4 separate regions of the Sus scrofa genome follow, and all the other regions are linked to region 4. The links are chromatin contacts, called in public Hi-C and HiChIP or PLAC-seq maps. All regions are on one chromosome and are shown on one strand. Each heading gives the region's core, a stretch centred on a gene start, on an enhancer-like site or on the middle of the called end of the contact. The rest is flanking DNA. Distances are from core to core; before and after follow the strand shown.

Region 1 (7,531 bases), core at 4,488-6,987, 550 kb after region 4:
GTGGCTTTTTGTCAACAGAACATGCATTTGCTTACTGTTTTTTAAAAAATCATCCCTTGCTCTCTCACAGCTGAATTATGTCTCTGCTTATTTTGATAGGAAAATCTAAATAAGTGGATTCTGATTAATATTTATCTCTGTGTAGCCAAATGAGGATGAAATAGGTCTCAAAATGGCATTTGTTAGTGCATGGCTCCTCAGTTATTATATTTGGAGCAGACCCCTTTGCTAAGACACAATGACCTCAGATCTCTCCACTCTATCATGTAATATTCAACAGCCTCCCATGAATACTTTGCAGGCAGTTCTCTCTTCCTGTAGTGAACCAGATAAACAACTTTTAAAGGCTGGAAAACAGTGATCAGAAATTGGTTCATAAACTTGAATATGATAATTGTCCCTATTTTTGCCACCAATAAAGGAAAATTCTCCCTCAGAATTTTGTATGGTTTCCAATCTTTTTTGGCAGCATTTTTTTCTTTTAACTATATATTAAGTTATCTATACCAAGAAAAATGTATCAGTCTTCTTAGCTCAGCTGAAAAGATAGCAGATCTAAGATTCTGTGAAATTAGGTCAATTTTCTTTGCCAAGGATGGGGAAGCAAAACAGTTCCCAAATCATTAATATCTATTTTCCTAAGTGGCAATTAAAGCAATCTTTCTTAAGCAACAGTCTCAAATAAAAGTGTTATGAATCAAACAAATAATTTGTTATCATTTTTAATTCAGCCGTTTTATTTTTCCTGTAGAATTGTTTAGAACATAAAACCAGGGCTGTTCATTTTTATTTACTTCATACTCTCGAACACCAAACAAGATTACAATTCCTTGCCTATGTTCTCCTGTAATTCTAACCCGTTCTGTGAAAGCAAAAAGCTGTTCTGGCATTTCATGTTTCTGCAGCTTCATCATCAAGGCCCTTTGCTGCAGCCTCTTACCATATTCAGAACACATCCATCTCTGAACAATCCTGTTTTCAGTGTCTTTTTTAAAGAGTTCTCTGATCTTGTGATTTTCAGATGCCATTCCAAATTTAGGTTTTGCTGACACATCTCTGATTTTCTAAGATTTAAAACATTTTCAAATGAAGTTTTGAAGCAAATGATGACAACTCTTTATGCTTATATAGCCCATCTTAGAGTTATTCCCAGACTCAAGATGGAATCCTAGACCTATATGAGATAGAAATAGCAAGTTATTCTAGTAATCAGAGTAGAGCTATTTCAGGTATTAGGCATCATTCTGTCACTAATAGGAAAACAAAAAAAATAAAGGAAATTAATGTGGATATTTTAAAATAAAGAAACACAAACACTGTTTTTGCTTGAAGTTTTGAATATGTTGTCTAATATAGTGAATTTCTATGCAGTGAAATGAAGGGACTTGATGAGAGACTCTTGTCAGTTTAGCCTATGGATAGAAATGTAACCAAGAGCACTTTTCTCAGGTGACTGCCCACTCAGGAAGAACGCTGTTTAAGAACTGCTGAGAACCTGAGCTGGGAGAGGTAAGACCATGCTCGACTCTATACATGCAAAACAAAGAGAATAATTCACCAAGTATTTCTCCCCCCATCCCCCATAAACTTTAAAGTATTTACAAAGGCTCTAACCTTTATGCACTAGGGCATTTTACTTTGTATGTGTAGATCCAGGCTATATGTCTGCAGTTATTTAAGTTTGTGGAATATGAGGTAATATTTTCAGTAGGTTGTTCAAAGTGCAAAAAAATTGAGCAGTTTCAATGTAAGAATTTATATAGCAATTTACAGGTAGCAAGTGTTTTCATACGCACTGTCTTTTATATCCTTCCCACTTCATTGGTCTAAATTATTATTCCCAATTTACACCTGAGAACACTGAGGTTCAGTTATCCAGAATTATGCAGCCAATAAGGTGACGCCAATGTTCCTACTTAAATTCACTCTTAGAGAGGTCATGCATTGAATCTCCTTATCATAGCTTCCATTTTCTTTTCTCCTGCTTTGTGTGTTCTTCATTTCAGAAATATTTTTCTCCCAAAAATCTCCTAAAATAAATTGAAAACTTTAGACATTGCTCCCAAGAGGTTTATGTCAGTGTGTGTCTGTATGTGCGTGTGTGTGTGTGTGTGTGTGTGTGTACAGGCTCACATATCACACATATTCTGTATTATTTGTGGCAAAGCTAAGATGACATGCCACTTAGATTGCACACTATTTGATATCAGGGAACTTACATTCAAATTAAGACTTTGCCCTTTTCATGGCATGAGACAGAAGACAGCTGGACTCTGCCACAGGATCTGTCCAGCTGGGCTTGCCAGACACTGGGGACTAACCCTGTAGTAGGGGCCAACTTGAATGGTAGAGCTGATGTATGAGGCCCAAGTTTGGTTTTAAGAATTTTCAGTTGGGCAAAATGAAGCACGGAGTAATGGTAAATTAGGTTATGATCATGTCTTCAGTGCAGCCTGACAATATGGACCACCTTTTAGGGATTCGTGGATGGGTGTGAAGTGGCACAACCTTCAACTCTGGAGTACTGTTAAGAGGGCAGGCTGCGGAGACAGTATTCCTTGCTTTGTAGCCTATCTTGGATCAATCACTTACTAGCCATATGACCTGGGGAAGTTTATCCTTTATGGCTTCTGTTTTCATTTTAATAAACATCACAGAATTGATTTAAAGTTAAAGGAGATAAGACATGTAAAGATTTAAAACAGTGCCTAAAACAAGGTGATCACTCATCAGAGAGTATTATTATTATTATTATTATTATTATTATTATTATTATTATTATATTGGGGGAGCCCATAACTGGCAAGAGCAGCAAATAAATCAATGAGAGAGCAGTGTATGCATGAGGCAGGTGGGTCTAAGCAGGCTTTGGATGCTGGGATTATTTGAGAGACAAGGCCATCATCAAGTTCTGTGCATTAAACCAACATTCAGGAACAAAAGAACAGATAAATTGGAAATACACTGATATCTAGGGTGAACCTTGCGATGTCATTGAATAGACTTAGGAAACAAGGCAGAAACCTAGGTTTGGTGGCCTGGGCCTGAGGGGTATTGTGTTGGACCAAGTTGCAAGAAGAACAGTCCAGTCTTAGTCTGCATGATACCTGCAGGCCTGTAGATCTCACCTCCAGATTGGCCTGAGAATTGGGACAGGATAAGTTGGAAGGCTTAGCTGTAGGGTCCAAAGGGAAAGGGAGTCTGGGAGAAGAGCTGAAAATGAAGTGATAAATTCTTTTCCTCAAACACTAATCACTGTAAGCACTCACAGGAGGAAGAATAAATCGATAAATGTGGGAGTAGGTAATTGTAACTATGGTGGGACCAAAGCTGAGTCTTAGATGCTGAACAAGATTTGTGTGATGAATAAGTAGAGGGAAAAGGGAAGAAAATGTGGTCAAAAGTCCTGACACTGGGATGAAGGTGAAGTGTATGCGTAAGTCAGTGGTGATCTTGGTCTGATTGATACTGACTTGTGGATGTGAGTGTGCATAGGAAGGAAAGGCTGGATTAGGGAGGAATTTATTAATCTGGCACAGGAAAATGGTATATGGCAAGAAAGGCAAAAGGAGTAATGAATGGCTGTAAATAAAGAAATGAAACACAATAGCCAAACCCAGAAATTATGCATAATACATAATAATACATAATACGTAATAATTTTCCAAAGAAAATTATTTTGAGAGAGAACAAGAGGATGAAAAAGTCTTTTCCTGAACACGTACTTTGGGCCAATGTGACATGTATAATGTATTATGACAATTTTGTGTTTAGATGTTACTGTGACTATTTTCCCAAAAGAAAACTGAGGCTTAGAAGGTAAAGCAACATGCCTAATGTCACTGGAAAGATACTCAAACAGATTTCAGATCTGGGTTTGCTTGATTCCAAAATGTTCTATTTTCCTTTACTGGATAGTTGTCTACAGTAGGGCAAAGGAAGGAGGAGAAGCTAGAATGATCCAGGCAATCAGGGATGCAAGTCCAGATGAAAGGAGTGGCAGGAGATAAACACAGCTTTCTCAGTAAAATGTAGCTTTCCTTTTCTTCTTTTTCCAAGCATAATGTTTGTGTCTTTCCTGCTGCCAATCCCATTCATCATGTACTCCAGACAGTCTTATACCTGTCTAATCCTTACTATTTTTATTTCTGCTGTGTTTTTCACATTTGCATTCTGAGTGTTCTCTGCATAGTGTCTTAAAACAAATCATCAGAGGGTACTTGCTAAATGGGATGAGTATACCCCCGTGGAAAGCAAGATAGGCAAAAGCAGATCAATCCAGTTTTGTGCCACAGACTCACTACTTACCAACTCTATGCTTTTAGTCAATGCTCATTTTTTTTTTTTTAGAATCTCAACTTCCTCATCTATAAAAAATATTAGAGTAAAACATTATGCATGGGATTGTGGGGAGGAAGGATATCAAGTATAATATGGCAGACCAAGTTCCGGATCCAGTGGAGGAATCATATATCTTATTTAGTTCTCTTCTCTCTTCCCCTCAATGAACTAAACTATTAAACATTTGAGAGAGTGTCTTATAGAAGAATGGAAAGGATAATAAAATAAATAATAAAAAAGTTAAGTGCATTAATAAAAATACAAGTAAATAAGGGTATTTGATTAATGATCATCCTACAAACCATGGTTAATGATGCTTTGCCCCCAAAGCTACATGTATTATTAGTCTTTAGACAAAGCCTCAGTTCATAACCTGTACATTCATTAAACCTGAAATAGGCAAATGGATTATACTCAAAAGTCAATAGGCTGGATAAAATCACTTCTTAAGTAACATTTTCTATTTGTTATTGGCCCATTTGGACCTCAAGGATAAAAGATATTACTTATCAACTAATTTATACAGTGATGAGAATGAGAGATAATATAATGGATGAGAGAATCAAGATGAAAAATTATTTCAATAGGCTCAAATAATGGACCAAAACTAACAAGTAAAATTTAACAGGAATCAAGTTGAGACCTGCATTTGGGTTAGGTTCATGCTGTTAATTCCATATTATAAGAGAGAAGAGACATGTCTAGAAAATAATTCATGTGAAATCTATCTTGGAATTTTAGTTGACCAAAACTAAATGAGCTTACAATGTGAAGTGATTTTGAAAAATAGAAAATGACATATGAGGTTAATAAAAGAAGTAGGGACCATGAAAAATTATAAAAAGGATTTGCACTATTTTTTTACTAGTATTCATTCACCATCATCCAGTCGAATTCCTATATCAATCTAATAAAATATTCCCAAAGTCTTTGGGAGAGCTGTGTTTTCCATCTGTCCCTGGGATAAACTTTGGTCTCATTCCATTTGTTATGTTTTGGTTAAATGCCTCTTTAGCATCCCAATGAGGGCACAGCAGTTTGTAAAGGTGATATCTTGTAGTTTTATGTGTACATTTGTACGTGTGCACATCTAGGAGAGCCGGATGGCATTTAGATCCCAAGAATGGGAAAAAAAAATTTTTTTCCCATATGAGATTCTCCAAATGTTCTAGTCAACTCTTAGCTCTGACATCTTCCCACTTACTCAAGTTCATGAGATTCGATAGCCCTGTGGGGACTCTCATGTGCTTAATTAACACTGGGGCCAGGGGAGTACAGCTGTGAATGTTTGCTATGGCCATGGTCACTGATTGTTCTCCTGGTTAGGTAAGCAGTGCTAAGCTCTGTGTACACAATTGTGATTGCGACAACCATCACTACCTATTTTGGTGCTCAACATGAGTCAGCTTCCTTACTAGCTCTTTACCCTATTCAGTGACATGCTGCCATCTAGAGTCTTGTGTCCAGCCAAGGGATGTCTACTGGTTGTTCAGAGCTACCTATCCCCATTGCCCCATCTCATGGACCTGTGGCTTCCAAAGTCAAACACACATGCAAATAATAACAATGAAAAAAACATACACCTTGCCTTCTGACGTTTCAACATTCAGTAGAGAAATATTGGGATTTTTGTGAAGCTCATGGATTCTTTTCTTCCCTTGGCTGTCTTGTAGGGTGCCACACCTTGTGGTGAGGGAAAAAAGTCTTATTGTTAAAGACTTTCTTTTCCACTGGTGAGACTATTTAGAATCTGGTTCGAAAAGATAATACTGGTATAGACGTAATTAATAGTAATTTCTTTCATTTGGATCTGTGTACACATATGTGTGGGGAAGCTTGGGGTCCAGAGTGCCACCAAACTTGATGAACAGCATCTATGTAATCTGGGTCTATAGATTTGCTCCCAATATCAGAGTACCTCCTATACTCTTAAAAAGCATGTACTTTCATGGTGAAGTGGCAGAGGTGAGGGTGATCTTTGTTCTTAGATACCTGAAATTATCTTCAGCTACTATGTCAAGTCTGCTAGTGATATAAGCAGATTTCCTTGAGGACATCTTCTGTGGTTTTTCAGCCAACGGATATCCTTTGTACACTAGTAATCCTAAAATACCGGGTTGAATAAACAGATGAATCAGTGGACATGTTCGTGTATTTCTTTTTATTGAACTCAGTCTTACTAAATCACAGGTGGATTCTTTCCTTCCAGAGGACAATGACAAAAGGGCCATCAAGATGATGGAATGAGTTGAAGGCCAAGCCCTGTAGGGAATATTGTATGAATGGAGGACATTTCCCTTGTAGAAATGAAGAAGTGAAGACAGAGCAGACATGATGATTATTTTTGTATACTTGAAGGGATGATGTGTCGAGTGGATTTCTGTTTAACTTTAGAGGGTAGAACTCAGATCTGAAAGTAGAATTTTTAGTGAGGCAGATTAAATAACAAGTTTGAAATAGCTAGAGCTCTTAAAAAATGAATTCAACTTCCCTTGTGAAGCAGTGGATTCTCAATCATTGAAACTGTGTAAACTGAAGCTCATAGCTCTCTGAAAGGAATTTGATAGCAGTGGGAAAACTAGATGCATAATGGAGGTTCCTTTCATTTAAAGACTTGATAATCCCGTGATCTAGACCTAAGGATGTTTGTTACAATATTTCTGTCTCTCATACTTTTTTAGAAGGTTTGCTCTTCCCTCAGCTGTTTTCATATTTATCTTCAACCTTTGCATTTCTACATTCAATGATATGAATAATTTAAATGTGTAGGCTGAATGGCCAATGTTACACTCTAGGTACCTGTCTCTTTGTCTTCAAAAAAATGCAGCATCACTTTCAGCAATTATTTTATGACTGTACCCTTTTCCTAGGTACAAGGATGCTAAGGAAAAAGGGCATTAAACATTGGAAGTAACACTAAAGTTGTTTTTATTTGTTGATTCATGAATCTAGGAATATCCATGTTTTTTTAACTTTTATTTCCCCAATACAATTTTTTTTTCTACTGTATAGCATGGTGACCCAGTTACACATATATGTGTATGTTCTTTTTTCTCCCATTATAATGATCCATCATAAGTGACTAGACATAGTTCTCAGTGCTACACAGCAGGATCTCATTGCTAATCCATTCCAAAAGCAATAGCTGGCATCTATTAACCCCAAGCTCCCAATCCATCCCCTTCCTTCC
Region 2 (7,719 bases), core at 2,826-5,325, 590 kb after region 4:
GTGTCTTTGTAGCATAACTGGTTATATTTTCTAGTGAGCTTTGTAGCTCTTGTTTTTTGAGAGGGAAAAACATTAGGAAATATGCAAAGTCTTCTTGAGTGAATAATCTGAATTGTAGAAAGGATCCACTGACTTCTTTCTCAGCAGTGATTTTCCATCTGAGTGGTTCCTGGGTAGTTAGTGCATACAGCTATGTTGGTGCTGGCTGGGTGCAAATTGCCGTCTTCTGAAGACTCCTGCTTTGTACATTACCTGCCTACAGCAAAACAAGGCCCCTCCAGTAGAGAATCCTCTTAGCCAAATACCAAACAAATTAACCTTTTAGTGTGTTCCTAGGAGCCTTTCATGAGATGGAACACTCTGGTGACATCACTGATGGCAAAGGTTAGCCTAAAAGTAAAATGAAATCATCCGGCCAGGCAGACCCTGCGGGAGAATCAAGCCTTGTAATTAGATTGAATGTTCCTAGGAAACACAGCCCTGTTGCAGGAAGAGTGTTTGCAGAAGCTAATTGGGGTAAGCTTTGCATCAGTCCTGTGTACTGCATCACTTACAGATTTGAGAATAGCTGTAATGGTGTATGATGATTGAGTCATGCCTTAATTTTAGCAACCTAGGGGAACATGAATTACATGACAAACATGCACTTGAGTTTGTCCTATCTGTAACTTCAGACTCTGGGAAGATTCCAGTGCTCAGATTGGCTGATATTAGGGGTGTTTCCTGAGAGTTGCAGGGATTGGGGCAGCCCTGTTATGAGCAGATACTGAGAGCTTTGCCCTGATGGCTCTGCAGATTGACCTCTTCTAACTGGTGTTGTGCCTCTTTCCTCATCCCACTTTTCCCAGACCGTTTGTTTGTTTGTTTTTCCAAAGTATGTCTTGTTAACTGAGCCTATTAATTTTTCTAAATGATTTTTATGGTGAATTAATGAAAAAAAATCTAGTTATAGGCAAATAGCTGTTTTACCCTATTTGGACTGATAAAACAAAACAGTATAGACTGGATGGCTTATAAACAACAGAAATGTATTTCTCATTGTTCTGGAGATTGGGAAGTCCAATATCAAAGCACTGGCAGATTCAGTGTCTAATGAGAGCCTGCTTCCCCAGAAATAGCTATCTTTTTTTGCAGTAATCTCACTTGGTGGAAGGGGCTAGGGAACTCTGTGGGATGCCTTTTTTTTTAAAGCCTCTAATCCCATTCTTAAGGCGGGGGCTGAGTCCTCATGACCTAATCACCTCCAAAGGCCACCAGCTCCTAATACAATCACCTTTGGGAGTTAGGATTTCAACAAATAAACACTGGGGATGGAGGTGGGACAAACATTCAGACCATACCATAAGCTGAAAATCTTCCTTACTGTAGCAGCTCAAACCAGAAAAAAACTGAGTTTAGATGAGTTAAAAGGTGATCAGAGAGAGTTCCTGAAATGACTCCAACTAGTATCCATGAGGATTCGGGTTCAATCCCTGGGCTTGCTCAGTGGATCCGGGATCTGGCCTTGCCGTGAGCTGTGGTGTAGGTCACAGACATGCCTGGGATTCAGCTTTGCTGTGGCTCTGATTCGACCCCTAGCCTGCGAAATTCCATATGCTGCAGTTGTACCCCTTAAAAAAATAAAATAAAATAAAATAAAATAAAATAAAATAAAATAAAATAAAATAAAATAAGGGTGAGCAGAGAACCAACTTTTTGCTGTCTTGCCTTAGCCTCAGAAGATCACCTCAACTTTGATCTACACAGAGACCTTATAAAATTTTTAAGGAAACATCAACTAAAGACTTTATGTTTCAGGGTCTCCCTGGGTTTCAAGGGGCTGTTAGTCTTTGAATGACAATAGAGTGTCAAGGTAACAAAGTCCAGGGCCCATCACTTACTACCTGTGTGACAAAGGCATGGTGCTTGAACCCTCTGATATTGCCATTCCTTATCTATCAAATAAAAATGATGGAAGAGTCCCTGGCAATAGTCAGCACTCATAAGTGTTACAGAGCTATTATGGTGGGGAAAAAGGTAACGGTAAGGGTATGTGGGAGTTATTTATTTTGGTAGCCATATTGTAACAACAGGAACAAAAAAATCTAAAATTTTTGAGTGCTAACTATCTGCCAAATACTGTGCTAAGCATGTAATACGATGATGTCTTTCAGAATTCTCACCAACCTACACTAGGCTCATTGCACAGGTAAGGAAACCGAGGCATCTGGGTCACATCCCAGATGCTAACACAATACATGATTGTTCATTAAAGAATCACAGAAAGAAGCTCTAAGGACAGTCTCATCTCATGAAAACATGTGTCATGATAATGAGTCATCCGTTTTAGTCACATCACTATAGTCATCCTAAACCAAAACCTTCCTCTTGAGCTCACATTAAATTTGTTTATTTCTTATATCTGGATTGCTTTTACATTCTGCACCAGCTAATCTCTGGTCTTATTTCAAGTCAGAATCTGGATATTATTTACCATCTGCCTCCAAGGGAAGCACTTGCCAAGTCCCTTAATTTGCTATAATTGGCAGGTTTTCAGTGTACATAATTTATATCAAAAAAAGCTACCCTGAAAAAGAAGATTAATTAAACCGTTTCTTCTGGGTCCCTAAAAGTACAGCGGTTTCCAAGAGGATGGCTTTAAGGCCTTAAGGTCTTGTGTGTATATAGACTGTCACAGCTGAGCACATTAAAAATGTATGTTGGGTTGCTCCCTGGTGCCTCTGAGCTGGTCAAAAAGATGTCATTGGCACCTGGGTAACATCACAAATACTCACTGAATTAAGCAGCTCACATTTGCATTTGAGTCTTTTGTTCCAAGCTTTCCAGACACTAGAAACTACTAGACTGCAGTATAATTTATGGATACCTCTGTGTTGGCAATTCTGTCACTGATATGATAGGAAACACTAGAAAAAATACACCCAGATGTACAGAATTCTAAATAGAGTATGTGAGAGACCACAAACTGATTCAGACAAGCAGCACATGTGGTTAGTAAATAGACTATTACAGGGTTGGGTTTTTGTTTTGTTTTGTTTTGTTTTTTCGGTTTTTTTTTTTTTTTTTTTTTTTTCCTCCTTCTTTCTCTTTCTTTGCTTCCTCTAAGCTCATGGTCCAAAATGGGGCAGGCCCTCAGCCTTCTGGCGGCATTCTGGTCTTTCCTCAGCTTCTGGATAATGCCACCCGAGTTTATTCTTCTAATCCATGCCTATCAAATGCTGGCAAGTGTATACTGCATTCTAAGGAAGAAGCTTCTGTGTTTTCTACCTTTTTCCAGAGTGGTTTTGTGATTTACCAGTCTGTGGGCAGATTGCATAGACTAGCATAGGAATGGACATAAAGTTGTCACAAATTTTCCGTTTCTGAGAATGCCTGTGTGCCCATCCTTATGTAGTGTTTCCCCCACTTACCTTCAAAATCTCTGCTCAGACATTGCCAGGCTTGCCTTTTCCCCATCTTGACCCCAATTGATGAAAGTATTCTCCTCTGTGCCTCAGAAAAGATCTAAAGATTAGAAATCGGGAAAAAATTGGGAGCAAAGCCCATCCAAGTGCGAGCTAGTGCAATGTACTTAGGAATGTACTTGTTGTTCATTATTAATTAAAAATCCAAGATTTTGTGAAGTTACACATTCATGTATGGCTTTTTACATACTAGAGATGCAAATAATTTCTGCCAAGTTACCTCCAAAGGCCTGTTTGACACGAATCAGTTTTGTATCTACTAATCAATTTTGTTCTGAGATTGTCTCTGTGTATCTTGTTTCTGAAATTCCCTTTGATCTGGTTATAACACCTGACTCATTAATTGATTGACTAACACATGTTCATTTCCTTTGTGTGTGGGAGTCATGGCTTTGAACTCCATTAGAGTATAGCACTCTCCACTCTTTCCCAGATTAACCTGTCTCCCTTTAACACTAAAATGTAAGCTCCATGAAGGCAGGCTCCTGAAAGAGGCTTGGTGACTTTGAACCTTTAGTGCATAGTGCAATGCTGATGCTGGATGCAATACAGAGTGTGTTCCTTGAATAAATGATTATGCAGTTTAATCCTTGAGTCACCCAGTTGGTCTCTGAATCATTGTTCAAGGTCAGTGTGAGGACTCTTTTGCCCAAAGAACAGCTTCTATTTTAGGAGAACACAGACATGGAGTCAGAAATGTTGTGAAAGTCTTTTTATGACTTAACCAACTCTATGTAGTGGGTTTAGCCTTAATCTCTATTTATTACTTTTATTTTGCTTTGCAGTGTCTTTTGGATTAAGAATAGACAATGTTGCTCAATAACCATCTAAACCAGGACACTTTGCAAGGACAAGTAAAAATTTGAAAGATGGTTTTGCCTCTTTTTTTTTTTTTTTTTTTTTTAATGTTGCTCCTAGTTGTGGCTGGAAGAGAGTATGAGGGAATGATTTTTTTTTTTTTTTTTTTTTTGTAATTTAAGAATCCTTTGACCCTCTGTAAGAAAAACAGATTCCAAATAAGCAATTTCATGCCTAACTTGATCTTATCAGCCTCTGCGGTATGAAGTAAGGCTTTGAAAGTATTCACCTAAAAACATTAATAGACATGTAATTTTCAGTTATTTATATTGAATTATTGTTAGAAAGATCAAATCTATCTATCCATATATATATATATATATATATATGTGTGTGTGTGTGTATATATGTATGATCTCTTACAAATCTCCTGCAAATCTAAAGTCTGTTCCTGTATATTTCCTTCTTGTCTTTTCCTTTCTCTTACACTTAACTATCACAATAATGCATTTCCTGTCAAAGTCCTGCTTTAGCTGCCTATTTTCCATTTTGTGTATATTTGTAAATGTATTTAAAGAGAGTTCTGAAGAGAAATGATGACTAAGATAGTAGTTTTCAGAAACTTATTTGAAATCATATCATGTGATAGAGAATTAAATATGCTTCCAATAGGTATCAAACATTGAAGACAGCAAAAATTAAAATAATTCCTAATATTTAAAAATATAAAAATAACCAGTTTGGTTAAATTTAAACTCTATCCACTGTCCAAGGATTGTTAACAAATGAAAATTTGTGGAAGACCACAGATATCGACCTTCATAATATTGTTAGAGTTGTGTTCTAGACCAAGAGTTGACCGACTTGTCTTGTAAAAGGCCAGAAAGTAAATATTGTTGATTTTGGGTCCCATACATGTCCATCACAATTATTCAGCTTTGTCATTTTGGCATGGAAGCAAACCATAGACAATACCTAAACAAATGGACATGTCTATGTTTCAATTGGTAACACTTTATTTACAAAAACAGGTGGTGAGCTGGCTTTGGCCCATGAGCTGTAATTTGCTGACCTCTGCTCTAGACTGTCTTCATAGCTCAGTTTTCTCCAACTGGTCCACAAAATGAAAGTCACTATTCCTGTACTGTATTTATGAGGAAGAAACCTACTCTTACTTTGACTCAATAGAAGACACAGTTGTGTTTCTAGATCCTTTTACTCAGGCATCTAAATGATTTTAAAAGAAAAATGTGTATTAGAATGCTTGGAAAATATGTATTTAAAAATAAGTATTAAATGTATGAAAGTGTCTCAGTTTTGAGGACAAACATGTCTATCTAATGCTCCAAAAGTCTCATTACTTCACAAAATCCCAAAGTTAAGTTTGCCCAGTATTCCAGGCTGTAGACCTGTTTTGTAATTTTATACGTTACCTCAGGGCATTAGCAACTAAGGCATAGAATCTACTCACATATTAATTCCAGAGCTAGGTGATAACTTGACTAGTGCTTTCTTCATATTACCAGGAGGGTAAAAGGGTAAAAACAAACCTTCAGGCATTTGCTGTAGGACATACTAAAATTCGCCACTGCTCTTTTGCAATTGAAACTTAGTCTTAAGCTCATTAATGATTGAGTACATTGGGGATGTCCTTTATGTTAGGAATATTTAATGCATGTCCTTTATACCAGGGATATTTAATGCATGAATTTGGTATGCATTTCATGCCCAGTTCATAATGGAAATTTTAATAAATTAAAAGAATAAAATACAAACAACCTGGAAATTCAAACCCGCTGCTAACTGTAGAGCTAGTTTTCCATCCCAGAAACTTAGATGATGGAAAACTACCAAAGGATAGGCTCTAAAATATGGCTATTCAACAAAAGAAAAAAATTCTTTCTTACATTTCATTCTTTATTATTAACCAAAAGTCATTTGGTTAGTAATTTAAAGATCATTTTAATGGAAACACCCCCATTTCTGACCCCTTTCTGTCCCCTAAAGAAGAAATTCAGTAACTCTAACTAATTTAAATATTCTTGCCTTTATTCTTATCTGGACCTTCAACTTTAACCTTGGGGTTGCAGCTAAGAACTTGTAGCAAATATTTCCATAATGGCCTTTGTTGAAAATGCAAGGATTACATTGACTCCTGGGACAATAAAAGCAACAAGACCCATGTTTTGTAGATATTATGCCTTTTTCATATATGTGTGTGTGTGTATATATATATATATATATATACTACTTTTTATGAAGCTCTATGTACTAATGGGCACTTATGGGCACTTTTGTGCTTATGGTACTCAGTAAGTACTTATGGGCACTTTTCATACACTATCATTAATCTAAACAATACTGGAACATATAAATTATCTTTGTGATAAATGCAAGCGTCAGAAAGGTCACATGACTTTCTCTGGGTAAGCACATAGTCAGCACCTGGCAGGTCTAGGTTTCAAGCTGAGATCTATCCAGTAGGAATGCCTGTCTCAGAGATGCTCACTGTTGTTCTTCATTACCATGCAGACAGAATACATGTACAGCATGTCATTTAGGGAACATGATGAGATCTCAGCTCCCACCCAGATGATATTCCTGCCATTGGAGTCTCTGGTGAAGGTTACAACTTCTTCCAGTGGGGTTGTCCACAGCTATCATAAGGCCTTTATGAAGATACACCTATGAGCCTTCCTCAAAAAAGAAGAAAGATCTCAAATTGACAACTTAACCCTCCACCTAAATGAATTAGAAAAAGAAGAACAAAAAAGACCTAAAGTCAGCAGAAGTAAGGAAATTATAAAGATCAAAGAGGAAATCAATAAAATAGAGATTCAAAAAATAATAGAAGAAATTAATAAAACCAATAGCTTGTTCTTTGAAAAGGTAAACAAAATTGACAAGCCCCTGGCTAGACTTACTAAGAGGAGAGAAAGAACCCAAATAAACAAAATTAGGAATGAAAAAGGAGAAATCACCAATGGATACTGCATAAATACAAAAAACTATAAGAGAATACTATGAACAACTATATGCCAACAAATTAGACAATCTGGAAGAAATGGACAATTTTCTAGAATCTTATAGCCTGCCACAACTGAATCAAGAAGAAACAGACCAACTGAACAGACCAGTCACTAGAAATGAAATTGAAGATGTCATAAAAACTCTCCCTACAAAAAAAGTCCAGGACCAGATGGCTTCACAGGCGAATTCTATCAAACATATAAAGAAGTGGCCATCCTCCCTAAACTTTTTCAAAAGGTTGAAGAAGAAGGAATACTCCCAAAGACATTCTATGATGCCACCATCACCCTAATTCCAAAACTAGACAAAGATATCACCAAAAAAGAAAACTATCAGCCAATATCTTTGATGAATATAGTCGCAAAAATTCTCAACACAATCTTAGCCAACCGAATCCAACAACATATCTAAAAGATCATACACCACG
Region 3 (7,294 bases), core at 3,941-6,440, 620 kb after region 4:
ACCTTGGCAGTTGTATACAATGCTGCTATGAAACACTGGGGCACATGCATCTTTTTGCATTAGTGTTTTGTGGGTTTTTTTGGGGATTTATACTCAGGCGTGGACTTGCTGGATCATATTGTATCTCTATTTTTAATTTTTTGAGAAACCATACTGCTTTTCCACAGTGGCTGAACCAATTTATTTACATTCCCACCAAGAGCAATAATAATGTCTGGGACAGAGTAAGAACTCAGATACTTGTTAAATGAATGGCTAAATCATATAAGATGTAAGGGGACACTTTTAAAAGGAGGGGTTCATGTGTATGCACAAAGCAGGAAGTCATTTGGAGGGCAGAGAAAACAAAAATGGAAGCTGAAGTCTGTCATGAACTGGCAGCATCAACATCACTGGGGAAATTGTTAGGAACTCATGGGCCCTACCCCAGACCTGCTGTATCAGTCTGCCATTGACAAGCTCCTAGGAGATGCAGTATGAGGATCACTGTACAGCTGGATCCCTAACCTGATGTGCTATAAAATAACTACCTAACAATTTTATAAGATAAATTTTGGCCCTGGGCAGAGAGAACCTTGCAAAGACGTTCTTGAGTCTAAGTTCTTATTACCAGAAAGAGAGGTCCCATCTAGAAGTATATCCTTTGCTGTATTAGTGGACTTTCTTGAATCTTACCCTCTCATATTTTATCTGGAGTAAAGCCTCATGCAGAGCAATAGTAGGAGATATAAAGAGGGAGAGTTTGAGGATACACAGGAGGTTCACCAAGAGCAAGGAAGAAAACTGCCTTTCTTTAGGAGATAGTGGAGAGCCACTGACATTTCTGCATTATCTAAGGCACTGAAATATTTCTTGACTTGATAAATGAATGCATAATGAGTAATTAAGAGAGACATGCAACTACGCAACTATGTTAGTTGGTTAAAGAAGGCTAAGATGTTTATCAGCTTACATCAAAATGGGAATATAAAGGACATAAAAAGGATAGAATGGGAGGTTCCCCTTGTAGCTTCAGCAGACCTGACTAGTATCCATGAGGATGCAGGTTGATCCTTGGCCTTGCTCAGTGGGTTAATTATCTGGCATTGCAGTGTGCTGTGGTGTAGGTTGAAGACATGGCTTAGATCCTGTGTTGCAGTGGCTGTGGTGTAGGCTGTCAGAAGCAGCTCTGATTTAACCCCTAGCCTGGGAAATTCCATATACCACACATTTGGCCCTAAAAAAAAAAAAAAAAAAAAAAAAAAATAGGGCAGGATGAAAAGACAAGAGACACATAATTGAACTTAGGAGGCATATATTATATGAGTAGTTCTTCTCACACTATGACATGTGTAAGAATCATTCGGAGAATTTGTAATTGCACTGACTCCTTAGTCCCACATCCAGAAATTTAGTGATCTAAGGTAAAACCCAGTAATTTGCATTGTGAGAAATTTCCGTCATGATGCTGATGCTGCTGTTCTGAGGGCCACATTTTGAATAGCAATGCATTAAGGTTTGGGACTTGAAGTTAGAATATGTTGTTCTCAATTTTGGTTCAGCCACTTACTTGACTGTTGTCGCTTAAGCAAAGTTATTACATTTCTTAGGACAATGCTAAAAATAGTATATGTAGCATTACTTACAATCTTATTAGAATGTAGATTCTGATTTAGCTGGTCTGGAATGGGGACTGAATTTCTTCATTTTCTTAGAAAAAAGTTTCCAGGGGATACCCATACTACTGGTCCATGAACCTGACTCTGATTAGCAAGCTCCTGTGCCATTATTTCTTCCATACTTCACATGTTTATTCTCACAATGAAATAATGACATGGAAATAGGGAGTTCCCATTGTGGCGCAGCAGGAACAAATCTGACTAGTATCCATGAGGATGCAGGTTCTATCCTTGGCCTTGCTCAGTGGGTAAACAAACCAGTGTTGCTATGAGCTTCGGTGTAAGTCTCAGATGCAGCTCGGATCTCACATTGATGTGGCTATGGTGTAGGCTGGCATCTACAGCTCTGATTCGACCCCTAGTCTCGGAATTTATATATGCTGTGAGTGTGGCCCTAGAAAGCAAAACAAACAACAACAGCAACAACAACAACAACAACAACAACAACAAACCCAAAACTCATGTAAATATAAAAAGACTCTACAGATTGTGGGATAAAATGTAAATGTAATGGTAGTAGGTAGAGAAAGGAAATAGAAAAGCCACTTCTGCGTTTTGAGCCAACTAGGAGAATTTTTGCAAATTTATAGAAACAGAGAAGTCAGGAAAAATAACTGGCATTAAAAAATGTTGATTAGTGGGAAAAGTAGCAGGCAGCTGAAAACATAAGATAGAAATAGCTTGAGAAAATTTAGTATTGAGTTACCAATTTAGGAGTTGTATACATATGATTGGATGATATTTTTGAATATGTGGATATACAGAAAGAAAAGAGATTAAGTACAGAATCTGGGAAGAGATAACATTAGAGAGAGGTGAAGAGGAAGAGAGATATCACCAAAAGAGAGATCACATTCCAGCACTTTGTCCTAGAGACATCCTAGTCCAACCCTGAGCTGTAGCAACAGATTTTACATCCTCATGATTGAGGATAACAGTCGGTTGAATTTTCCAGGCATTCCCCAACTTGGTTATTATGGAAGCATCCCATTTATGTGTGGGGTTTATAAGCAGCTGTTCCATGGATGATGGAAAATACACATCCAGGATTTATTAGTGTGTTGGATCAAGTCACAGGCTTTGGAGAAATAGAGCAATTCAAGGAAATCATGAATTTTATAAAAGATAAAAGGAAGAAGATGTAAGGGATTCTGCAATTGGATATCCATAAAAAAAGATGTTGAGTCCTAGCCTTGTCAATCAATTTAGATTGGACATCTATGAAGCTCAAGAGAAAATTCAGTTCAGTAGCTTGTGAAGAGTGGTGTTTTTCACAGAGAGAGTTGATCCATTGTATAGAATAGTAAGTGGATTTACTGACTGTTAATAATTGCATAATTTTAAAAGAAAAACATGTTTGGGTAAAGACACTAATTTATTTGGCTAGGTCATGATGATGTGATGATGTTCTTAAGGATGGTTCCAAATAATGACCTTGGATGCTGAGAAAGGTTAATAAGAATTCTTTTTTCTTTCTTTTTTCTATAAATCATTGGCTCTTTTGCTTTTCTAGTACTTGTATTTCCCCTTTTAAATATGAAAGCACTCAGTGTTAAAATCTGGACATTTTAAAGTTTAATTTGCAATCATCTAAACTCTAACAAATCAACAAAGGTCTCTTTCTAACATTGATTTACTTTCAGAGGGTCATTCATAAACATATTCATTACAGACACACTCCTCAAATATTCAATAATACATCAATCACTGAGCTGTTTATGTTAAGAGACACAATTGAAATTGAACAATATAACTCAATAAAATTACTGGCCTTTTTATTTATTCATCTAAACCCTAGTTGCTCAGTCACTGTAAACAGATCCATTGAAAACAATTCACTTTTCTGTTGTTTCATGATTGATCTTCTCAAACACATGATTATTCTTAATTCAGACAAAATATTTCATTTCTTTAAGTACATGAAAAGGAATTAGAGCCAGCTGAATGCAATAAGGGATGAGGAAGGAAGACGCTCAATAAAAGGAAATCAAACCTGTTTACAAGTCTGGGATCTAAACACTTGTGAGGTTTGTGGTTTTGGAAACTATATTCATATGTTAAAGGAGAAAATGATGAAGGCTAGATAAACATGGGTTTAAAATGGCCTGGGTCAGATTCTCATTCCTCCTTGCACCCTAAATACCTCTTTTAAGCAAAGAATGCCCCTTAATTTCAAAGACATCCTGTTCAGGCAAAACACACTAGCATATGCTGGAGAGAAAGAGAAGTTCATTTTTTTCTGAAAGGATCAAGATATATCTATTATTCAGAAGACATCAGTTAAAACATGGACGTATTCATAAAAACAATTAAGGTATGTAGTGATCATGGGATACACCAAATTATCATCTCCTGCATGCGAATGGTAACTCTTAGTTTCCTAAATCTGTTTTTTGTTTCCAGTTCTTCTACTTTGAATATATGATACTGAAAATATGCTAAATGCAGCCCTTGGGCAAATTAGAACCAGAGATTGGTAAAACATTAGGAATTTTTTTTTTCCTTTTTCAATTTGAAGTGTTGTGTTTATTTAGAAAGTAAAGAAAGTTAATATAAGTACATTCTGGAATCATAAGGATGACCATCTGCTAACTAATTACTATCCTGGAGTTTAAGTGCCCCTTAGGCATATTTATATATTTATTTACATTTTAAACCTGATCGTTGTTTAGAAGAAATGAGAATAATAGGGTTTAAGCTATTGTATGTTGTATATGCAGTATATGTACATATAGTATACTGCATACTAGATACGCAGTCATATTGGATCAATGTCACTTCAAGCGATGGGTAACCAAAAAAGATACTGACTGCAGGAGCCTTTTAATTTGTAGGCTCTGAAATTCTGATGACTGGGGAAAAAGAAAAAGAAAGGCTGAAGGGAACTGGCATTTTAATTCCATGTGGCTGAGCTTTTTAGTTGCATTCAGACACTTCTATTTTTATTTCTTCAAGCTGGGCCCATTTCCAAGTAGGAAGCTGTGGAATTATTGCTCTCACTCCCACATTTAGTGCAATCCCCTATAATACTAAGGTTAGGTCAGCCTTTTCCCTGTCCCCTGCATTAAACCTACAAATAGATCAGATTTCATGATAAGGAACAAGCAAAAAAGGACAAAAGATTTTAAGTGAAACATTGAACCAGCTTGACTTGAATTTGAATTGAATCAACTGCATAATCTAATGTTCACATAGTGCTTTGGCCTCAGATCCTGGTTGGTTTCACCCCATAGCATTTAAGTTATTCTTTCTTTCTTTTCCTTCCTTTTTTTTTTTTTTTCATTGCCTTGCTGTGTGCTGATACATTTAAAAGGATAGCTCTTTGTGTTTTATGCAATGGAAAAATTGCTGTTGAAGTCTTAGCCTTGAAAGGCACAGACTGTATCTAAAAACAGAAAAAAGCAATCTTTTGCCCCGCCTCCAATTGGTTGTTTGGAAACAGCTGTTGGACGCCAAGTTTGTACTTCACCCTTATCAGCCCATTTGGTGAGATCAGAATGTGCCTGAATAACTCTGAAGGTCAAAATATGTTGACTGAATTTTCTGCTGCTACCATTCCAGAAAGCCAGCTCATACTATCCCTGACTGTCAACAGCAGCCAGGCTCTGCCCTTCTCATGATCATGACACATAGTGGAAGTATCCCTGGTTTCTCTACATCCAAATCCCTGCATGATGTGTGTTACACTCAGGATAAGCACAGCAGGATGGCCTGCCAGTGGACCTGACAGATCTGGCCTACTAACATATGGAATTGCCCTCCAAAATAAAACACACTATTGCATTGACTTGTCATGATTCAAGGCCCACAATATTTGTTTGATCTTCTTTTTCTCAACCATAGGTGTCTAATTTATGGTATCTACAACATTTGTCTGAGAGAACTGGGCATTATAATTTTCATATTCAAGCTCATAATCATTTTAGCTTTCCAAAAACGATGCTGCATTGGTCTTAATTGCTTCTTGAGTTGAAGATGTTCTTTCCAGCCCTTATTTACAGTGCAGCTCAAAATGCTTCCTAACATGAACAGAGGGGTCTTTGATTTTTATAATTATTTAATCATTCAGTCTTTTTACAGAGTTGGATCATGCTATATTTTTACTTAGCTATTAGAAAATACTCACTGGGAGTTCTGTTGTGGCTCAGCGGAAACGAATCTGACTAATATCCATGAGGATATGGGTTTGATCCCTGGCCTGCTCAGTGGGTTGGGATCTGGTGTTCCTGTGGTTGTGGTGTAGGCCAGCAGCTGTAGCTCTGATTCAGCCCCTAGCCTAGGAATTTCCATATGCCACAGACACAGCCCTAAAAGGAAAAAAAAAAAAGCAAGAAAGAAAATACTCATTGAACAATAAGAACTTTTAAATATTATAAAATTCTGTTCTAGAATCTCATCTTAATGATACCTACTTCTTAGCTTAAAAACATTGTCTAAAAGATGTTAAGTATTAATCTTGCATTTTGCAGCACGCTCACATTTATCTCCAAATAATGTACAGTGTTTTGGCAGTTATTTATCTAGTTATTTATATATTTATGTGATGCCTATTTCTGAAATATTCAGTGCCTTTGACAAGTGTGCTGTGTTGGCAGAAAATAACGTTTAAGAGAGAAACAATATTCTATTTCACTTGACTACTTCAATACAACAACTATAGTAGTATTTTATGACTTAATGAACAACCATCAGAAGGAAAGAGAAATAGACCAACCAATCACGCAAGTTATCAAGTCACAGAGACTAAATAAAAACTCTGTGTGGATTTCTTTTCAAGGTGAAAAAAAAAAATAGAGCTGTTATCCAAAAGGTGAAATAATGAATTTAGGGGAAACATACATTTTAAAAGGCTTGTAACTGATTTTTATTTTGCTTTGTATGTCAGGTTCCTCCTCTAAACTCAGAGCTTCCCTTTTCCTCACAGGAGTCAGTTTGGGCAAAAGGCCATTGAACTATGTGGAGAATCATTATTTGAACAAGACATTTATCATCAGGTTTAGATGGTTTGATATGCAGTTATTCTGAAGACCAGTTAAATATCATACCTAATGTTCATAAAACAGACCAAATTATATTCTTACATGAGTAACATATCTTAGTTTCCCATATATGTTTTCTCTTTCAGTTTATTTTCTTTTCACAAATGATATTAAAAATGTGCTAAGTTGGTGAACTAGGATCAAGATATGCATATAACTGTATTTCAGCCAGAGATGTTTCAGCAGGGCATATTATTTGTCATTAAACTCTGTTTTAATATTGTAATAAGTACAATATTTTGACATAGAGAACATTTCACAAATTTTCTCTTTCTTGGGAAATACTGCCAATATTTCTTTGTCACCATAATACAGTTATTTGAGGAAGTGGTGGTAACCTATGAACTCTCCATCAAGCTCATCAGGAAATTGCTATAAAGAAGGAATTGTCAAGTGATGCCCTTGATCCCTTAGGGAAGAGTGGGTCTCCTTTTGGGGAAGCTGAGAGAGATTTATTTAGGAAGAAGTATTGAGAATTGTCTTTTTTCCCCAATCTCTGCCTGAATTTTGCTTACTTATTATAGATGCTGTTTTCATCTTCTGAAATTGCATTCCACTTTTATAAAAGATTTGGTTTAACTTTAGGGGATTTTCCTG
Region 4 (7,249 bases), core at 2,440-4,939:
ACAATATAATTTTTAATAAGTAAGTGTCAATTATAGAGGTATAAAAAACCCTGTGGAGTGTACATCTTAATTTTAATGGCCTGCTTTGGAAATAGAATTATAGAATGTAGGTGATCTGAATTATACTGAAATCACCCTTTAGGCCAGACTCACTGTAATTTAACACATCTGTATATCCTCCTTTCCTGATTTTTTAAAATTATGAAATATGGGATTTTAAATTAGAATCTCAGAGTCTAAATGAAATGCTTTTATGGGATTGTTTGTGAGATTTTCCTCAACCTACATTTCTATACTCCTTCAGGTTATATACAAAAGACTATTTTTCCACAAAGGTAGGTGTGTTGCTCTTATTAGATAAGCTAGGAGAACATGAAAGGAAAAACAAAATTCCTTCTCTTTCCAACTGGGATTATTTGAGATTTTAACAATATTACTTTTTCCTTTGCTTGATTATATAAGGCAGAACGTGACACATACTTAACCATAGTTATGCCTTGATAATGCATCTAGGTAAAATTTAAAAGGTTCTTATCCTTATGTTCTTTGCACCCAATGCCTGTTACAGCAAAAACTCAGAATTCTGGAAAACAGGGCATGTTTGAGAGGGAACATCTTGTGAAGGTTGTAACTTGACCTTTGAGTCAACCTTGCTGAGTAAATTTTAAATATTATAGAACAAAATAGAAAGCCTCAAGGTGGAATTCCACCCTCTCTTCCTCTTAGAACTGTAAACCAGTCAGAAGCTTTCGCAGAGATTAAGCTAGAAATTGTGTGCCTCTCCTTAGTACTTTTGCTGAGAAATAAAATTCATCACTAGAGATAAAGGCAGATTTGTATTTAATACATCCTCATCACTCTCCCAGTATTTTATTCCAGTCTACCTCCAGTTAAGTAGTTGAATCAGGTATAACCAGAAATACTTGTCTTTCCCCCCTCCCTCTCTGTGAAAAAATATTTATAACATTTAGTATTACAAACCTGCCTAACTCTGGAGTACACTTATGATGACAATTCAGGGGAAGAAAAAAAGCTCTAACAACTTTGCAGCTTTTGATTAAACCACACCAAGAGGCATGTTACAGTGATAACAATGAAGCATTATGCCAATTATGTTAAATCCTGCTCTCCGCTTTAAGCTCATCATGACCTGTTTTAGTGTCCTGTAATTTATCCTTTGGAATGCTTACTCTCATCAATAAAGTGTTCAACTTAAAGAGAAAAAAAGAAAGCCACCAAAGGGAATAACCACCCCCAAATGACTTCTAGAAAACAAGTATTTCTTAACTTTTTATTGACATTGGCAAATTAAAATAGAATAAATTAACAAGTATTTTTTCAAAAAAATGTTTTGTACAAAAATACTGTCAAAATTTCCTAAAAAGCTTTCAACACAGTAGTATCTTTTCATGTACTGAATATAACTATTAGCACAGTGTCAAAAATGTTGAAGACAGAAACAAAATAAAAATTTGTGAAATGTTTGCCACTGACGACATTCCACACCCTATTATTGTCTGTACATATGGGGGAGGGGGACAGCCACCTTGAAAGTGAACAGTATGACTTTTCCTGATTCAGAACGGTTTGGCCCACATCTGTTTAATCTTCCAGTTTAGCATATTTTAAAAAATTCGTCTGTACTCAAATGCATAGTTAAAAAAATGAAGTGAGATGGCAGAGTTTGTGCAGTAATATCTGCCCTTCAAAGTTCATGCAACCAACTAATGCAATTTTTCCTTTCCCTCATAAATCTGAATACAGTTCAGTCATTTGAAACCATCTACAAAATCCACAAGATTAAGCAGTTTGCCAAGATTAATATCTAACAGTTCAGCACTGGAGAAAGTGAGGAAATAAGGAGTAAAAACAAACAACAAAAAAGACCAAGTTAGCTAGATATTTCAACTACATAAGGGAGGTGAGTGTCAAGGCTACAAAAACGAAACGAAAACAGAAAAAAAAAAAAAGTGGCAGCAATTTTTAAAACCAATTTGTACAAGTTTATAGTTTACTTTGTTTCCAAGTTCTCAAACCTTTCACGATCTGAAAAGTGAGATACTGTGTCTAAGGGAATGTTTTTTAATTCACGCCGAAGAAGTTGGGGGATTTGATTTCTTTCTCCGAGATTTTGATCGAGTCAACAGCTTACTCTACTGGGCTGCTGTTTGCACACGAAGTCCGTCATAAAATCAAACTCGTTTTGCCCCAGCCAGAGTTCAGGCAGCTCCTTGATGCGGTCCAAACCCATTTCTATCACTAAGGACATAAGCACTTCCTCGTCGATGAAATCAGTGTCTATGACATTGGGCGGCAGCATTGCAGCAGGGACGTGGGCCACAGAGGCGGGCATGTTGCTGCTGCTGCCGCTGCCGCTGCCGCCGCCGCTATTGCTGCTGCCCGCGCCGCCGCCAGAAGTGCCCGCGGAGCCGCCGGGGGTGCTGCTGCCGCCGGAGCCGCCGGGGGTGCTGCTGCCGCTGCTGTGCTTGGGGTTGCAATCTCGGAAGTGCTGGTTTGTCCCGTTCATCTGGTGGCCTGCAGCAGGGTGCAAATCCGGCATGTAGTGGTTGTGGGGGTAGGGGTGATGGTTGAAATACTGGTTGTTGAGCTTCTGCAGCTGCATGCTGGCCGGCAGGGAGCCTCCCTGACTGGCCACGGGGGGGGCCATGAACTGGGAGTTGTTAAACCTGGCCGCGGGGGCCAGCGCGCTCGGGGGGTGCCCTCCGTTCACAGTCCCCGGCCCCATCGCGTGCCTGATGCCGCTTGTGGCATTCATGTTGCCCGCGCCGTAGTGTATGTGCTCGCCCATTAGGGCGTTAAAGGTGTGTTGGGGCTGCTGCTGCTGGTGGTGATGGGGGCTTGGGAACTGCCCCATACCCATGCGGTGGGCAGGGTGGTGGTGCAGCCCATTGGTGCCGTCGGGGAAGCGCCCGTGGTTCATGGCCATCATATGGTCTGCCATTTCCAGTCCTGAAAGTGAAAAAAGCAGACGCTAAGACCGTAGCCACACGTGTCGCCCACCACAGCGCAGCCCACCTTTTCTCGCCTTTGCCCCCCTCCCAAGACTCCCTAGACACACTTCGGTTGCGATCATCCCGAGGATCCCACCAGGAGCCTGTGCACCCGGGTTCACCACCAAGACAGACCTGCCATCTACAACAGAGCCGCGCGCTGCACAAACATCCCTTTCCCCTGCGATCGGGCGGGGGGACCCAAGCCCACACCCCCCTTTGCTCCCCGATGTCGCCTAATAAAGGAAGTGCCCCGTAGCCCTGCCGCGAACTTCAGGCATTAAATCAGCCCTCCTCATCCTGTTGTTGCACATCCTGTTGTTATTCCCCAGCTCCGCCTCACGCTCTTCCTCCGGGCAAACCCAGCCCTCGTCGGACTGGGTTGGCAGAAGCCCCAGCCAGCTTCTCTCGCCGCGCTTACCTTCCGTCCTTGCGATTTCTGCTCTGAAGACCGAGGGCGGGATCGTTGGGTCCAGGACCGGCTCAGCAGCACATAGAGGTGGCCTTTCCGGTGTGCAAGGCGCTCGCTGTCTCGAAGTCTGCGCCGAGGTCTTGCAGCGGCTGCTGGGGCAGGACCGGAGCCGTTCCCTTTTATTTCCCCTCTGCTGCCTCACAGCTCGCTAGATCGCTAGACCGCCCGGCAGCTGCCAACAATGAGCTGTGTTTCTTAGGGCTTTGGCCACAGTCAATATAAGGGATTTCAGAAAGGGCGGAGCGAGAGCCTCCCGGGGGGGCGGAGGGAAAATGCGGATTCCGGCACTTTGAGCACCCCGGACTGGGTCTGGCAACCGAGTTCCCCCTCGGCCGGAGGCACGTGCGCAGAGGCTGCGGTCCCAGGCACCGCCCCGCGGCCCCCGGATCCTGGTTTCCTCCACAAACACTGAGCCAGCACGGCGGCCCCCGGCACAGAGAAAAAAATCTTCCCTTGACTCTCAGCCTAGAGGTAGCGCCTGTCCGGAAAGAAGCGAGGAAAACTCATCGCCCCCCTCTGGCCGGATTCCCCAACCCCCAGCTCACCTACCGATCTGAGCTGCTTTTTACTGGAAAAGGGGATTCAATGCAGCGCCCACGCCGTCCATAGTGCCTTTTTGCCTCCCTGAGCTTACCAAAGCTTACCCAGGCTGCAAAGAATGGTTGTGTTTACCCCAGTGCGTTTTTAAGCCCTAGGCAAAGAATGTCCCCTCCCCTGTGCACGCTTTCCTGGGTTTTGCCTTTGTGTTTCTATTTGGGCATTAGGTGACCTGATCTAGATATTCTGCGTGTAGGTGAATCTCCCCCCCCCCCCCCCCCCCGCTCCCCCGCCTCAAGGACAGAGGCTGGGGGCGGGGACCGGCAGCCCGCTGCAGCTGCAGGTGGACTGAGCGCGCTAGCGCTCGGCTGCCTCCGCTCCAGCGGCCGGGAATCCTGTCCGCGTTTTGGGGCCCACTCGCCGCTCCCGGGTACGTGTGCTTCTGCTAAGTTTGCGTTTGCAGCTCTTGGTAGCTTTGGCATCCGAGCTGAGGCGTCTCTCCTCTGTAAACAAACTCAGCGATCCTCGTCCCTAGATCCACCTTTTTGCACATACAGTTTCTTGCTTCTGCTGTTGCCCTTGATCCGGGAGATGGGGGTGTGTGCAAACTTGCACAGCCTCCCTCTGGGTTCTGCCAGACGGTTTGGGGTTGCTTTAGAAGTGAACGGGTTTGTAATTAAGAAATTCGAGGGCTGAGTAAGGCTGCTGTTGCTGGAAAAGGAAAACAGATAGATAACATGGTAATCGCTTTGTAAATAAAGTCGTTCTGGAGGTGGGCACGTAGCTGCACGTCCCGTATGGCACCGCGAGCATACACACTGCTGGGACTATTCCTTTCCAGTGAAATTTCTCAGTGGGGCAATAGGTGATAATAATAACCTTGCTTCCCAGAACGCGGCACAACTAGCCTGGTCGTCCATTTGGCTCATTGACTTGCAAATAAAAGCCCTAACACCGGTCTGGGCCACTACCCAGTCAGAGCTCTCTTGCTTTCTCAAATGGGGAAGCCGAGTTGTTTCCCCAACACCACGATGAGGCTGCTCCGAGCTTTTATATTGCTCTTTATGTGGTAAAAGCGAGTTTAGCGCTCCGAATAAGGACTTCTGTTCAGAGTTGTTTCTTCATAACTCGATAGCCATTGAAGACTTCCTGCTGTGAAGAGCAAGTCCCCCCCCCACTACCACCCTTTTTTCCCCTCCCTTCTTGCTCACAGGACTTTTTAAGGCCCTATTTCTAGAGGACTGGAAATTCTGATATATTTCCCCTTTCAAGAATTTGCAAAAGAGAGAAAAACCTGATTATTTGAATCTATTAGCCCTCTGTCTTTCTCTAGTTATGTAAGTATGTAATATTTAATATATGTATTTAAACATTGTTATTGCCTTTCTCTCTTCTTCTTTCCTTTTCCAAACTCTCCAGGATTTATAACCATGAGTGCAATAATTTTTAAACCTCAAAAATATTTACATTTTAGAGACTCAGGCACAGAATACACTGCAGTTTTGGTTGCAACAATCCCATAATTTGTCTACTGGTCAGTTTTACCTGTAGGTCATGGTTTTGCAGTTACAGAATCAGAGGCTTGGAAGAGACCTGACACTTCCTGTCAAAAAAGAGACTTGAAAATGTTGGTCAATCCCAGACTCAAAAATTGCCAGATAGATTGTTTTCTTCTCTTCCTTGTACTGCAGTGTCTTGCAAAACAAGGACCAGCTCTTGAATGGCTGATCTAAATTCCTGTTGCAACCATTAAGGAAAGGTGCAGCTCCATCCTGCTCCAATGGATGCCATTTCTATTGGGAAATCCCTTGAAAGGTCAACTCCTCATTCCCCACCCGTTAGAGGGGAAAAAAAAATCATTCTGGGACTAGCTGGTTAGAACATGGTATGTATGCTTTGTTCATTTATTCATACAGTGAATATTTACCAAGTGCCAGGCACTTTTGCTAGCTCCTGGAGAGAACTGAGAGAACAACTCATGGTCAGAAAGTGGAGATGGACAAACAAGCCTTGGACACACTCTGATAAGTGCCACAGCAGCATTAAACACAACGACTTCTGGGAGTACACTGAAAGGACACCTAACCTAGTCTTCTGGCCTTGAGAAGGGTTCCCAATGTAGGTGGTGATAAGTTGAGCCTTGAGGATGGGTAGAAGTAGGCTGTCCCAGGAGGGGACAGAGGTGAGAGATATAAGTTGTGGAGAGGTAAGCAGACTGGAACCTGTGGTCCCCAGCCTGAGAAATTTGGATTGTATCCTGAAGATAATGAGATGTGAGAGAAGGCTTGTGAACTAGTGAGAGGATCAAACTTTCATTTTAGAGAGATCAGGACAGTATTGTGGAGAATGGATTAAGAAAGTAAGACTGGAAACAGGGAGTCCAGTTAGGGGGCTGTCAGTCAACCAGAGGTATGCAAAGCCCAGTGTAACCAGGGGTTTATCCTGGGAATCCAGGAAAGGCAGTGATCTGTGTGTGGTCCTGTTGGTGCTAGATGGTTGTATTGGTTTCCTAGGGTTGCCATCACAAAGTACCACAAACTTTGTTTATACCACTCAGACTTAAACAACAAAAATTTATTGTCTCACGGTTCTGGAGTCTAGAAGTCCAAGCTCAAGGTGTTGGCAGGGTTTTCTCTGAGGGCTGTGAGGGCAAATCTGTTCCATACGCCTCTTCTAGATTTGTTGGTTTGCCGGCTAGCTTTAGTATTTTGTGGCTTGTATATGCATCACTCTGATCTCTCTGCCTTAATCCTTACATGGCATTTTCACCTGTGTGTATCTCTGTGTCCAAATTTACCTTTTTTTTTTATAGTTATTTCCCCAATACAGTTTATTTTTTCTACTGTACAGCATGGTGACCCAGTTACACATACATATACACATTCTGTTTTCGCACATTATCATGCTCCATCGTAAATGACTAGACATAGTTCCCAGTGCTACACAACACGATCTTATTGCTAATCCATTCCAAAGGCAATAGTTTGTATCTATTAACCCCAAGCTCCCCAACCACCCAACTCCCTCCCCCTACTCTTCAAATTTACCTTTTTTATTTTTAAATTTTTTTTTTCTTTTTTGGCCACACTTGTGGCATACGCAAGTTCCCAGGCCAGGGATCAAATCCAAGTCAAAAGTATTGAATTGTAGCTGTGGCCAACACTGGATCCTTAACCCATGGGATCAAACCCATGCCTTTGCAGCCACCAGAGCCACTGTAGTCAGAGCC

What was found. A called contact is a pair of places that touch in the nucleus more often than the background predicts. HiChIP or PLAC-seq counts read pairs in DNA pulled down with a chosen protein or histone mark.
Region 1: a Hi-C map of liver shows a contact between it and region 4, with 5 times the contacts expected there. The contact joins the enhancer-like site here to the promoter of CITED2 in region 4. A contact is called at or near these places in 1 of 5 promoter capture datasets (liver), 28 of 47 Hi-C or Micro-C datasets (alveolar macrophages, blood, embryonic fibroblasts and 11 more) and 2 of 2 datasets of contacts at active chromatin or transcription factors (alveolar macrophages and skeletal muscle).
Region 2: a contact with region 4 is called in an H3K27ac HiChIP or PLAC-seq map of alveolar macrophages. The contact joins the enhancer-like site here to the promoter of CITED2 in region 4. A contact is called at or near these places in 4 of 47 Hi-C or Micro-C datasets (embryonic fibroblasts, heart right ventricle, liver and 1 more) and 2 of 2 datasets of contacts at active chromatin or transcription factors (alveolar macrophages and skeletal muscle).
Region 3: a contact with region 4 is called in a Hi-C map of liver, with 10 times the contacts expected there. The contact joins the enhancer-like site here to the promoter of CITED2 in region 4. A contact is called at or near these places in 13 of 47 Hi-C or Micro-C datasets (alveolar macrophages, embryonic fibroblasts, heart right ventricle and 6 more) and 2 of 2 datasets of contacts at active chromatin or transcription factors (alveolar macrophages and skeletal muscle).

The regions. Positions count from the first base shown.
Region 1 is chr1:24,604,452-24,611,982 of Sscrofa11.1, reverse strand. No RefSeq gene overlaps it. Among named protein-coding and RNA genes, the nearest start is that of CITED2, 550 kb to the left of the region's middle. Within about 2 kb of position 5,737, at least 12 of the 83 cell types and tissues checked have an H3K27ac peak or open chromatin away from gene starts, as enhancers often do. A contact at or near this core is called in alveolar macrophages and liver, where this site is marked.
Region 2 is chr1:24,559,462-24,567,180 of Sscrofa11.1, reverse strand. No RefSeq gene overlaps it. Among named protein-coding and RNA genes, the nearest start is that of CITED2, 590 kb to the left of the region's middle. Within about 2 kb of position 4,075, at least 7 of the 83 cell types and tissues checked have an H3K27ac peak or open chromatin away from gene starts, as enhancers often do. A contact at or near this core is called in alveolar macrophages, where this site is marked.
Region 3 is chr1:24,528,562-24,535,855 of Sscrofa11.1, reverse strand. No RefSeq gene overlaps it. Among named protein-coding and RNA genes, the nearest start is that of CITED2, 620 kb to the left of the region's middle. Within about 2 kb of position 5,190, at least 28 of the 83 cell types and tissues checked have an H3K27ac peak or open chromatin away from gene starts, as enhancers often do. A contact at or near this core is called in embryonic fibroblasts, liver, mesenteric adipose tissue and 4 more, where this site is marked.
Region 4 is chr1:25,152,092-25,159,340 of Sscrofa11.1, reverse strand. CITED2 (cbp/p300-interacting transactivator 2) reads right to left here and starts at 3,689. Exons shown (of 2, transcript XM_001925774.5): 1 at 3,433-3,689; 2 at 824-2,970. The coding sequence starts at 2,962. The coding sequence ends at 2,141.